Regions from separate parts of the Rattus norvegicus genome. Here region 1 is linked to region 2. Evidence: chromatin contacts called from public Hi-C data. All regions are on one chromosome and are shown on one strand. Each heading gives the region's core, a stretch centred on a gene start, on an enhancer-like site or on the middle of the called end of the contact. The rest is flanking DNA. Distances are from core to core; before and after follow the strand shown.

The links. Hi-C and Micro-C count contacts between places; a contact is called where the count stands out from the background.
Region 1: a contact with region 2 is called in a Hi-C map of liver, with 3 times the contacts expected there. The contact joins two enhancer-like sites. A contact is called at or near these places in 4 of 12 Hi-C or Micro-C datasets (kidney, liver, prefrontal cortex and 1 more).

What each region holds. Positions count from the first base shown.
Region 1 is chr13:65,729,258-65,735,799 of GRCr8, reverse strand. No RefSeq gene overlaps it. Among named protein-coding and RNA genes, the nearest start is that of Hmcn1, 98 kb to the right of the region's middle. Within about 2 kb of position 3,804, at least 6 of the 93 cell types and tissues checked have an H3K27ac peak or open chromatin away from gene starts, as enhancers often do. A contact at or near this core is called in liver, where this site is marked.
Region 2 is chr13:65,683,480-65,689,973 of GRCr8, reverse strand. No RefSeq gene overlaps it. Among named protein-coding and RNA genes, the nearest start is that of Hmcn1, 52 kb to the right of the region's middle. Within about 2 kb of position 2,628, at least 4 of the 93 cell types and tissues checked have an H3K27ac peak or open chromatin away from gene starts, as enhancers often do. A contact at or near this core is called in liver, where this site is marked.

The DNA.
Region 1 (6,542 bases), core at 2,555-5,054, 45 kb before region 2:
ACAGAAGGAAGGGTTTATTTGAGGATTATGGTTCCAGAGGGATAAGGGTCCATGACCGTAGTGGCAGAGGAGCTGGGCAGCAGGCAACAGACAACAGACGGGCAGCAGGCAGGAAGCAGCAGGCGGCAGGCAGCAGGCAGCAGGCAGGCAGGAGGCAGCAGGCAGGCAGGCAGCAGGCAGCAGGTAGGCAGCAGGCAGGCAGGCAGGTAGGCAGGCAGGCAGGAAGCAGCAGGCAGCAGGCAGGCAGGCAGCAGGCAGCAGGCAGCAGGCAGCAGGCAGCAGGCAGCAGGCAGCAGGCAGCAGGCAGCAGGCAGCAGGCAGGCAGCAGCTGAGAGTGCACACCTCACTTCACAAACAGGAAGCAGAAAGAACTGATTGGGAATGTCATGTGGCTTTCGAAACTTCAAAGCCCACCCCAAGTCATATACTTCTTCTTGTAGGATCATACCTCATAATCCTTTGAATACATCACCACCATATGGGGACCAAGTGTTCAAATGTCCAAGGTGATAGGGGACATCTCCTTTATACCCTCATGGCTTGACTGCAGTATGGACAAAGACTGATGCTTGGAGGAATTGAGTCACTTTCAGATCATATTGCTGGTGAATACAGAGTCTGGAGAGAGATCTTCTAGCATTTCTTAAAGTGTGACGTTAGGGAACACCCTTATAGAAGAAGGGGAGGGGGGTGACATAGGGGGCTTATGTCCAGGAAACTGGGAAAGGGGATACCCTTTGAAATGTAAATTTTAAAAAATCCAATAAAAATAAAAGTGTGAGGTTAGTGGTAGGCAGAGAAGGAAACAGACAGACATGAAAACTAGGAGTTTTATGATTTGAATGTGGAACGTCCCCATGGGCTCATGTATTGGAACACTGTGTGTAAAGACTCTGGAACTTTTGGGGGGAACCTTGCTGAGGAAAGGGGTGGGCTTTGAGGTTTTATAGTCTCACCCCACTTTTGGTCCCTGGTCCCTGCTTCCTCACTGTTCTTGCAATGTAAGTAACCAGCCTTCCTGCCACCATGCCTTACCCATTGCGATGGACTGTGTCTCTTCAAACTATATTAAACAAACAAACGAACAAACAAAAAAACCAAACCCTCCCTTAAATATTCTTGTTAAGTATTTTGTCACAAGAATGAGTAAACAAAGACAAAGACAAAAACAAAACCCAAAAAACAAAAAAGCAAAAACAAAAAACAACCCAAAAAAAACCTACTGCACTTAGGAAATCAATACGTTCCTGAGATGTGGAGAGACTGAGTCTGAAGGAGCGGTGGGGAGGAAGAGTGTAAGCCGGTGTTTAAGTTCGAAGTTCTGGAGTTGCCAGAATACAGAACCTGGAACTTGGGGGGGTTGGGTGGGTTCACCCCGGAAACGCAGCCTTCACAGTCATCAGCATACGAATGTCCTTTCCAGCCACTGGGTTGCACAGAGAGAACTAAGGCAGAAATGCAGAGAGAGAACAGATGGCATCCCCCACCCCACCCCCCCCGCCCCGGGACATTTAACTTTAAAAGTGGCAGAAGAATTTGGCAAAAGAACCCAAGAAAGAGCAGCCAGCGATTCTGAAGGAAAAGCAGGAGAATGCAGAGTCATGAAAGCCAAGAGAAGAGAAAATGTTGAGGAGAAAGAGGAGGGAACGTGTGAAACTTTGCTGGGGGATGAGGGTGGTGTTAGAAAGATGAGGGCAGGATGTAGGGAAGCCGTCAAGGGAGAATGAAAGTCGGGTCCCCAGACAAACGGGAGTGTGTTGGGAAATCAGTGTTTGGATGCAGGAGTGGAGGGAGCAGGGCCTGAATCTTCATTTAATAAAGTTTGTTGTGGGTTGAGAGTAGAGGAAAGGCGGGGGGGGGGGGGGGAGTTTTATGTAAATAGGAATGATAAGGTCGAGAGGGAGATGCTTATCAACCTTAATCATTAACCCAAAGCAGTCAGTTTGGCTTTTCTATGTCTAAGTAAGAACAAAGTGGGACTTGCCACTCTGCACCTGACTTGTTTCATTAATGTAATGTCCTTCAGTTTATCCCTGTTTCTGATCTCAGAGAGGTAGAGAGAGAAAGGCGGTTCCTGGAACTTGGGAACGGGTGGAGGCAGGAGGAGGAGGACAGGGTTGCTTGTGGTAGAAGGGTAAGGGCGAGTAGAACCAATAGCCTCTAATATTCAGCCACACGGTAGGATGACGGTGACTGAGAATAACTGATTACATGCTACCCGTGGCTGCTACAGACGGGAATTTCAAATGTCCCTAACAGAAAGCAATGACAAATGTCCGAGAGCAGGGTCAACTGCCCCAATCTGATCCCCACACGCTGTAAGCAAACATCTATCACAATGTCGCACTGCGGCCCACACATATGCTTGCTTACTGCGTGCCAACTGAGAATCAAAGCATATCTGAAGGTAGCTGATTTGGGCAAATCGTTGGATTGTTCTGGAGTAGCAAATGATGTATTCAAAACTGCTCTCCAGAGGGCAAGACGTCCTGAAGCAGTTTTAGAAATAGGCCTTTTCTAAAGTTATGGTTCTCAGGAGTCACTGTGTGTATCTTACAGAGTCACCTCCTGATAGTCAGGGTCCACATGGCCTCTGGCTTCTTTAGAGGGTGTTACATGACGCTGGATGCTCAATGGGTGCTTTTCCTAAGTGATTTCTTTCCTCTGAAGTGTCAATAGATTGTTTCTGTCCGTCCTCTAGACCTCCCTCTCCGCAGTTTTGAAAACTGATGGCTAATGATGAAGTATTTGCTGTCGGAGAGGTTCCAACACGGTACTCAATGGAAACAAGTTCGTGTTGGGGGCTGGAGAGATGAATCAGCAGTTAGGAGTGCGTGCTGCTCTTGCAGAGGACCCGAGTTCACCCACATCCCCTGGCTCACAACAGCCTTTTTCTCCAGCTCTAGGGATCTAATGCAGTCTTCTAACCCCTGCAGGTACAGCACTCATGTGCGTAACTTGTACACACAGGGTATAGGATAACGGTGTCCCATAACAATGAGTTCTGTGCTCAACATTAGCTACGACAGGGCAACTTTAAATGAAAAGAAAAGAAAACTTCAAAAATGAAACAGCAGCTGGAGAGATGGCTCAGCGGTTAAGAGCACTGACTGCTCTTCCAGAGGTCCTGAGTTCAATTCCCAGCAACCACATGGTGGCTCACAACCATCTGTAATGGGATCCGATGTCCTCTTCTGGGGTGTCTGAAGACAGCTACAGTGTACTTATATATAATAAATAAATAAATCTTAAAAAAAAAAAGGAACAGCATGTTCCTTAGTGCCATAGACATAGCCAGTGGCAGACTTCATGTCTAACATGGGCAGGGTCCCAGGTTCAAGACCAGCCCTCTTACAAGAAAGACCAAGGAAACATGCAAACCTCAGCATATACTGTAGAATTTCACTTTTGCAAAAGTGATGCACGAATATTCATAGACTTCACTCAACCATTTACATATTGATGGAATGAAATTCTTTTAAATAAAATTATCAAGGCTTATTATGAAATAATAAAAAAACCCAAGAAAACAGCCATGCAAAACCAGGCAAAAACATTTTCAAACCCAAAGAACAGCTCTGATCATTTGCCAAGAGGATAGCTATCAAATCCAAGTGTCTCACGTGGCAGAAGCATTTGACTGACTTGAAACTTAGTTCAGGCTCAGACTGCATCCAGCTGTCTTCCTGTTCTTTTCTAAAAACCCCTGTGGGTTTTTTTTTATGAGCCTGTCCTTCACAGACTCTGCTTTTCCTCTATGCTAACAATAACAGCTCAATTTCCGGACGCATTTCCACAAGCGACTTCTTAGGGCCCTGCCTCTGAACAGTTTTGCCAGGCGAACCCGATTCCTTCCCTCTGGTCTTTGGAGTCTTGAGCTCCCTGTCAGCCTCGGGTCACAGGTTCGATGCCTGCCTCTGCAGGACAAATGCCTCTTCTGGAGTGACAGTGTTGTCCCTGTGTGTCCACAGCGGCCACTGGCTGTGATGTGTCCTGACACCCTCCTGCAGTGGCCTGCCACTTGGAACACAGAACCTTGGCATGCCTCCGTGTCTGGCCTTTTTTGAGATTGTCCCTCAAGGGCTTCATAAGAAACTGACAACTGTGTTTACTTTGTGGCTGGGGAGAAAGTCTTTAAAAATCTCAATTAAAAAAAAAAACAAAAAACAAAAAACAAAAAACCCAAACCTCACAACTTAAAAGATTTTTTTTTTTTTTTTGCTGTTGGCTCCCCCCCCCCCCCTTTAAATATCATGGAGAGTGAAGGAGTTATAGATCATTTATTTATTGTGTGTTAAACAAGGGTCCTTCCTTCCCCCCTCCTCCTCCGGTGTTTAGTGCCTTCCCAGACTACCTTCAAGGTCCTTCCTGAGTCTTAACCACCCAGCAGTTTTCCTTATCATCCTGGCCTTGGGAATTTGTCCTTTTCTGTGCTCTGATAACACACGAGGTCTGCAGCAGTTCTCCAGAGGCTGGCTGCTCTGCCTATCTAAGTTGTGTCTTTACGGTTAGACTGCTGGCTTTGTTCTTTTACTTTGTTCAAAGTGGAGCTGATGCAATCCTAAGGCCTAGAAGCCTGGCTCCAGTGTTGCTCCGCTCTGTTCTTTCAGGCCACTTGCCCCCAAGGTGCCTTAGGGGCCACCTAATTTACATCCCAACACGGAACAGTGAAGTGGTCAATTATTTATTTAAACCCGATTCTTAGAAGAGCTGCAAGGTACTGTGAAAATGCCGGATCTCACAATGGAAGTTTGGGGAAAATTTCTCCTAAGAAGCAATAGGTGAGTTTAGATTTGAAAAAGGAGTAGGCCTGAACCACTTCCGGTCTGGAGGAGTGCTCCGGCAAGAGGAGCAGCATGTGGGTGGGCTCTGAGCTGGCAAGAAGCAGGGGGTATTGTACCAGGACTGTACTGGAAGGACGGAATACAAGCAGTGGGAACACAGCTCTGGTGAGCACAGGGCTTGCAAGAGCCGGGCTTCTGTGCCGGCCAGTTTTCTATTGTCCTGCGCCCGTTTTCCAGAGAGCTGTATCCAGACATGCTAATCATTTAGAGAACATGTTTCAGGCACCAAAATAAAGTGGTTTGGGGGTCAGTGATGAATCACAAAGACCCACTCCGGAAAGCAGAAGCTGCCTTAAGCCTTAACACATTTGACTGCGAGGATTTAGTGTAAGGAGCTGTGAGGTGCTAGATAAGGCACCGGAGTAACGAAAAGCCGAAGAGGGAGGTGCAGAAGTAAAAAAAGAGACAGTAAAAGCTGCTGCCTCTTAAGACCCGAGTCAGTCGTAAGCTTTTTCCAGTGCTTCCCTCTCTCTTATCTAGTCCTTCAGAAACCCCTATTTTTAGGATCCTGGGAGTTGGGGTGAGAGCTTGACATTAGCCAGCAGGAGCTATGTCTGAGGGGCTCTGGAGCGCTGGGATTCCCAGCCAATGCTAGTTAGCATCTGCATTTACCACAGAATACATTCAAATCAATTCGAAGAGTTCTGGAAATAAAGCCGGGAGGCTGAAACCAATTGCCCATCACAGGATGGAGGACCATTGCCAAGGCAAACAGGTGAAACGCGGAAGGAGCAATCTCTGAGTCTCCCCCTAGCGGCCACTGTTGGGAGAAACTAACCGGGCGTCGCCAACGTGCCAAGCCAGGTTTCACCTCGCAGAAACCTTTCACAAAGCAGAGGATGAAAAATAACATTCTTATGAGTTTTTAGAAAAGACTCATAGGATGAGGAGGACAGAAGAAGGCCAAAGAGGGCACTGAAAAATGGCGACAGGGACGAGAAAAAACTGTCGGATCTCAAAGTGCTCTGAGACCGTGAAACCCACCCACACACCCACTGTGATAATAGTAATAGTAATAGTAATAATAATAATAATAATAATAATAATAATAATAATAATAATAATAATAATAATAATGTAACAACAAACTGTTAGAATCTGAAGACAAGTATTGCTAGAACAGGAAACTCTCGAATGTGACTTTCATTTCTGCCTTTCCGTAGCAGCTTTGGAAGCTGGAGTAGAAAAGTCACTCCATGGACTTTTTGGCGTCATAAAGATAGATTCTCTGTCTAATGAAGAAACACACAAAACTTCCTTGTTGGTTTATGCTACTTCAGTTGGGAAGCACGCACACGTGTGTTCATTAAACTGTATGTATTTATATCCACTTAAGCACATATATTTTTAAATTGTTCGTAAGGAACAAAAATCTGAGCTCTCACTGTGGGGCTTAAAGCTGTTGGAAACAATGACCCAGACGCGTTAAAAGAAGAGCACCCCAAGAAGTATGTTTGCTTTCACCTCCTGAAGGACCTTACCATCTACAGCTCCCCTGCCTGAGAACTACAGGGAGAGAGAGCAGGTGTCCCTCATTTTCTTGAGGATAGTTCTACACTCCCTGCCTGCCGTAGGCTTCCGTTGCTGTCAAAGCCAAGCAGAGGGTCCTGTCCAGACGAAAAAACACTTCCCTTTCATCTTTTTCTTTCCTCTGCCCTTTTTGTTTTTATCTTTCTTTTTCCCTCCCTCCTCCCCTCT
Region 2 (6,494 bases), core at 1,379-3,878:
ATAATTATTCTGGAAGATACTCATTGTTGTAAAGATAATGCTTTGAACACAAAGCATGCCGGTGCTGTCTGTAGTCAAGCTTTATGCTGATACTACAATAATTATTTTTGTACGGGACAGCTTGCTTTTGCCCTTTCCCTGTAATTTCTGGGGGCGGGGAGGTAATAAAAACCACTTCCTGTAAAGCAAAATTCCCTTCCCCCTGAAGACAGCTTGGCTATGCACAGTGTGAGGTTCAGTTTTCAGAGCAATAAGAACTTCGAGTGACTTGGATGAGGACATTATCACATTTACTTTTAACGATCCTTAAGAGTGCAGAATATATTTGAATTCAGAATTCCGTAGTGAGTCTCATTTAGTGTTCATTCTTTGATGCTGCAGTCGCCAAAGCCTTCTGACTTCCTTCAGCTCTCACAGTCTTCTTCTAGACATTAATTAATATGCATTTACCGTTTTCAGATACGCACTGGTCCACATGACTCGAATTAAGCACGTCTGGGTCTATGTGCCCCAGAGTCGTCATATGACAGAGCTACCGGCACACTCGTGTTCACAGCCGCAGTAGCCACAGGGGCTGAGGTGTGGGATCCACCCAGGTGTCCATCAAGCAGACAAATGAAGTAACTGTGGTGTCCCTATGTCACAGACTCATTCAAGCATAAGCAAGATTGAAGCGGCGCCATTTGCAGAAAGGTAGGTGGGACCTGGGAACCTCATGGCAGTGAAATAAGTCATTTCTATAGAAATAAACATCGAGTGCTTTATCTCCTGTGTGAAATAGCAGGTGAGAATAAAAAAAAAGGAAAGTAGAAGGGGGAAGTGTTGGGATATGAGAGGGAAAGAGGAGAGAAAGGGGGGACTAGGAAGGGTGGGTGATTAAAAGGTGTCCATGATTAAAGAATATTAAATGCATGTGTAAAATACCATTGAGACTCTTCATATCATTCATGTATTAAAAAAAGAAAAGAAAAGACAGCCATTCCTAACCCATGGGAATGACCTTTCATTCTCCTGGTATGAAGACATCAGGACTGAATACCTTGATGGGAGAATCTAGAGGAGATGGTGGCTGTCCTTCAAGCTAACAAATGCATATCTCACATTTGGAGGGAGCTGGTTTCCTATGCTCTCCTCAGAAGCACTGCTCATTTTAGCAGAGTCACCACGTCACCCAACTACGCATTGTCTCTTACCAGATGCCGGCTGACAAAGACGAAGATTCCAAAGGGCACAAAGGCAAGGGCCAAGCACGATGCCATACTAAAGTGAAAATAAGAGTTTAAAAGATGGAACCCCTAGGAGCTGAGGAGAAATGAAGTCCAAGGAAGAGGTCATGGGTATAAAGGAAATTGCTTAGGGGATTCTGAACTCTTTACAGTTATGCTCAAGTTGACCATAGAGGTCAACTATGATGATGATGATGATGATGATGATGGTGATGCTGATGCTGATGCTGATGATGATAAAGTTGGGTAATGTTGAAGGCAGTCCAGAGAGCCGTGCCCTTCAGTGGAGCCTCACTGGGAATCTTGGTAAATATGAAGTAACAAATGTGCAAGCAAGGAGAAGGCACAATGGCCTCAAATCATCTGCAGCACATTCAACTGTGCAGACAAGAGGACTTGTGACTTTGGCTCACTACAGGACGAGTTTTTGTCACTGTATACTGTCCTCATTCAGCAAACAAGAGGACAGCATTGATTTATGACTCCATGATTTTCATTTGACTTTCTGTCTAGATACCACTTTTCTCACTATGACCCCCTTAACATCTAATATGTTTTTGCATTTAAATAGTACATTGCAGTTTTAATTGCCCAAAGAAACAACCAGAAGTTTATCAATACTTTGGGAGTTCTATTAAAAAAAATAATTAAAAAATATGAGTCCCTCTCTCTTTTCTCTCTCTCTCTCTCTCTCTCTCTCTCTCTCTCTCTCTCTGTGTGTGTGTGTGTGTGTGTGTGTGTGTGTGTGTGTGTGTGTGTGAGTGGATACCACGTGTGTGCTGATGCCAGGATCCAGAGTTATGAATGATTGTGGGCCACCCAACTGGGATGCCGGGAACTGAACTGGGGTCCTCTGAAAGAGCAGCAAATGCTCTTAAATGATGGGCCAACTCTCCAACCCCTGGAGCCCTATTTTTAATAAACCTTCACATTTGAGATACTGTTACTAGACCCAGGCCAGATCACGCACAATCCAGGCTCACTAACAGGATGCCTGTTCTTCAGTTCTTCATTGGAGAATTTCAACCTTGAACCTTGTTTGTATTTATTTATTTATTTATTTATTTATTTACTTACTTACTTACTTACTTACTTACTTACTTACTTACTGGTAGTAAAATGTCAGCAACATAGTTACAGTACTTAGAGAACAGCAGGCCTGAAAGGGACTGGTTGACCTCAGCTTAACTCAGTACCATCCACCTGACAACCACCTTCACCTAGAAATTCTCACAAATGGTTTCATAGATTCAGGCCTTGATCCAGCCACCGGTCCAGGAAAAAACAAATACCTACGTGAAGTTTAAGTGTGGCTCAGGCACAGGCCCTAAGAGGGTGCTTGTGTTAGGGAAACAGAAATGCCGACAGACAATTAGCATTTCCTGCCTTTTGGCAGAACAACTTGGTTTGTAGATTAAGCCCTGGAAGAAGAAAACAAACCTCTTTGACCCCAACTGAACTTCCTCATGATTCTCCCCATGGGGAGGAAAGTCAACTGGCAACTTCTCTGTGGTAAAGGAAGGTCCTGAGCAGGCAGCCCCTGCACTTGGTGGAAAGAGCTGGTGGCCACACCCGAGAGGTGGGAAGGTCATAGTGTTGAGAGGCATCCAGTGGCCTTGCTATCCCCAGAGTGTCTTCCTTTATTACATAACCTCTTAATGAGGCTTCAGTGAGGACCCAAATAGCATTTCATTTACCTGCCAAGTATCCACCACTAGGATCATCCCATTGCTTCCAGCAAAGTAAGTTAATGGTTAGTCCATGTTCACCAGGCCTTTGAGGCTGTCCACTGAAAACCTAAGGCCCTCAACCACTCCCACATCAATTCTTTTGCTGCAACTTGCTCAAAAGTCTTCACTCAGCTTAAGGACCCTGCTTCTTGTCTTTTCCTTGTCTGGTTCACATTGGTCAAGGAGCTGGGGAGAGGCTGGGGTATTGAAAAAAAGGAAAAGTGCCAGTTGACACATAACTGCAGGAATCTATAGGACTTGTTACTTTAAAAGTACTCCTTATGGAGCAGGATAATGAAGTCAGTGTTAAAAGCCAAGCTGCCAATTCACAGCTGCTCACCTAAGGATACATTGTTACACCGAGCGCTGCCTACCATGCCCAAGACTCCATTTTCCTTTCTGATTTGGTTCAAATGCCTCTCCTGTCCTGCCCCAATGGAAACCCTTTCCAGTATAAGCTGCTCTCTGCCCCACCTCCTAGACGGCCATCCTGAACCCCAACCAATTCACTGCCTTTTGCTCCCAACTGTGGTTTATCTGACAACTTTATCTTCCTTATTTCCCATGAAGCTTGATGGCTCAATCGGAAACCTCTTCCATAGATTCATTTCAAAACTCTTCTTTCTCCCTTAACGCTCTCTCACAGGGAATCGGAAAGGCTGTTCTTCACAGTGAGCTCACGGCATAGGGCTGGTCACACAGAACAGTCTTACGACTGACTGACTGAGCCACACTGTCTGAGCCATGGGTATCACTTGCTTTCTGCTCTCGCCCTGGGCATCCAGCTTGCTGAACAGATTTCCTTCCTATGTATTCTTGTTCCTTGAATTCTACCCAAACCCAAGCCCTTACTGCCTTCATCCATCAGAGGAGTTCATGCCTCCCAACCAGACGGCCATCACTGGACTGTGAACCGTAGATCCCGTGACCCTGCATTCTGTTAAGTAGGCTGCTATTCCCTTGCAGCAGAACTCCCTTAGGAAAGTTGACTCTTGCCACAGCAGTGCTTTTGATATTTATTCTGGACTGTCTTCCCTTAGCTAACCTGCTCACATATCTGTCCCGCTCCCCCCACCCCCCGCCACACACGCCCATTTCTTAATTTCAGTTTGACTGTCCAGGTACCATTCTATTCTAATCCCTTGAACCTGGTTTATTTCTGATCTCTGATTGCTGATTTTTGGCGCCCTCTTGTGGATGTTGTCTTGAGTTTCCCCTTTCTATGAATTCCGCCTGAGTTCGTGCTGTCCCACCTCATTTCTTTGTCTTTTTCTTTTTCATTTATTCGTTTATGTATCACTTTACATCTTGGTTGCTATCCCCTCCTCTCCTCCAAGACCCCACCCTCCCCCCACTATCCCTTCTCCTTCTCCACAGAGAAGAAGCACCCCCCCGCCCCCCAATCCCCACTGTGGGCACCACTCTGCACTGGGACATCAAGAGGACACATCTTCTCCCACTGAGACCCAACCAGGCAGTCCAGGTTGGGGAGGGGATCCAATGGCAGGCAACAGAGTCAGAGACAGCGTCTGCTCCAGTTGTTAGGGGACCTACATGAAGAGCAAGCTGCATGTCTGCTACAAATGTGCAGGGGGTCAAGGTCGAGCCCCTGTGTGATCTTTGGTTGGTGGTTCAGACTGTGTCAGCCCCTGGGAGCCCAGGTTAATTAACTCTGTAGGTTTCCCTATGGTGTCCTTGACCCCTCCTGCTTGCCCGATTTTATCCCTGACTCTTCTATGAGACTCCCCGAGCTTCGCCTGTTCGCCTGATGTTTGGCTGTGGGTCTCTGCCTCTGCTTCTATCCACTGCTGGATGAAGTCTCTCAGGAGACAGTTACGCTAGGTTCCTGTCTGCAAGCATAGCAGAATATTATTAATAATACCACATTAGGGGCTGGCTTTCTGACATGGGATGGGTCTCATGTTGGGGCAGTCATTGGCCAGCTGTTTCTGCTCTTTATTTCTGCATATCTGGTAAGCAGGACAGGTTTTGTGGGTGGGTTGATGCCCCACTCCCTCTGCTGGAAGTCCAGTCTGGGCTCTCCCACTGGTAGGGATTTCAGTTAGGGTCACTCCCCAGATCTCCCCCTCGCAGGTCTCCTGCTAGTCCCAGAGATGCCCCCAACCAATTCCCATTCTCACGCCCAGCACTCTCCCCGCTTCCCACACCTGATGTCCATCCCTGTTCACCTCCCTACCCCTTTCCCATCCAGTTCCCTCTCTCCATCCACCTCCGATGACATTTTGTTGCCTCTTCTCAGTGAGATTCATGCATCTTCCCTTGGGCCCTCCTTGTGACTTAGCTTCTTTGTGTCTGTGGAGTGCAGCATGGCTGTCCTGTACTTTATGACTAATATATCCACTTATAAGTGAGTACGTGCCAGGTATGTCTTTCTGTGTCTGGATGATATTCTCAAGTTCCATCCTTTGCCTGCAAACTTCATGATGTCCCTGTTTTTAGTAGCTGAAGAGTGTTCCACTGTGCAGATCGTTCCGCGTTTTCTTTAGTTCTTCAGTTGAAGTGCATCTTGGGTGTTTTCAGCTTCTATTACAAATAAAGTTGTTATGAACGTAACTGAGCAAGTGTCCCTGTGGTATCGTGTGGATCTCTTGGGTATATACCCAGGAGAGGTGTAGCTGGGTCTTAAGGTAGAACTATTCACAATTTTCTGAGAAACACCAAACTGATTTCCACAGTGGTTGTGCAAGTTTGCACTCCCACCAGCAAGGGAGGAGTGTCCCCCTTGCTCCACATCCTCGCCAGCATGAGCTGTCACTTGAGTTTTTGATCTTAGCCATTCTGCTAGGTGTAAGATAGAATTACATAGTCATTTGATTTGCATTTCCCTGGTGACGAAAGACAGTGAATGCTTCTTCAAGTTCTTCTCAGCCATTAGAGATTCCTCTGTTGAGAACTCTCTGACTCTTTTGAAATTGGGTTATTTGGTTTGCTGGTGTTTAACTTCTTGAACTCTGCCAGATGTGGAGTTGGTGAAGATCTTTTCCATTCTCTAGGCTGCCATTTTGTCCCATTGAGGGTGTCCTTTGCCTTAGGGAAACTCCTCAGTTTTAGGAGGTTAGTTTTTCTAAAGTCTTTAGTCAGGATATATGTGTGTCTTTAGTAAGATATGTTATATTCTTAGCTTCAGAACAGGGGCCATCAGTGGAAGAATTGCCTCCTCTTGGTTGGTCTGTAGACATGCTATGGGGGCATTTAAAAATTCCTATTGGACATAGGAGGGTCCAGCCTAGTATGGCATTACCTTTCCTGGGCATGTGATTCCCAGATCACATGAGAAAGTAACTGAGCAAGCCAGAGGAAGCAGGCCAATGAGTAGGGTTCTTCTCTAATCTCTGCTTCAATTTCTGACTTGACTTCCTGACATCCCTAGCACTCTTCCCCCATGATGGACTGTAACTTGTAAACCAAACAAGTCACTTAATCCCTTAGGTTGCTTTTGGTCAATGTTTATCAGAGCAAAGAGAAGTAAACTAGGTCATTAGTCATAATAAAGTAACACACACACACACACACACAC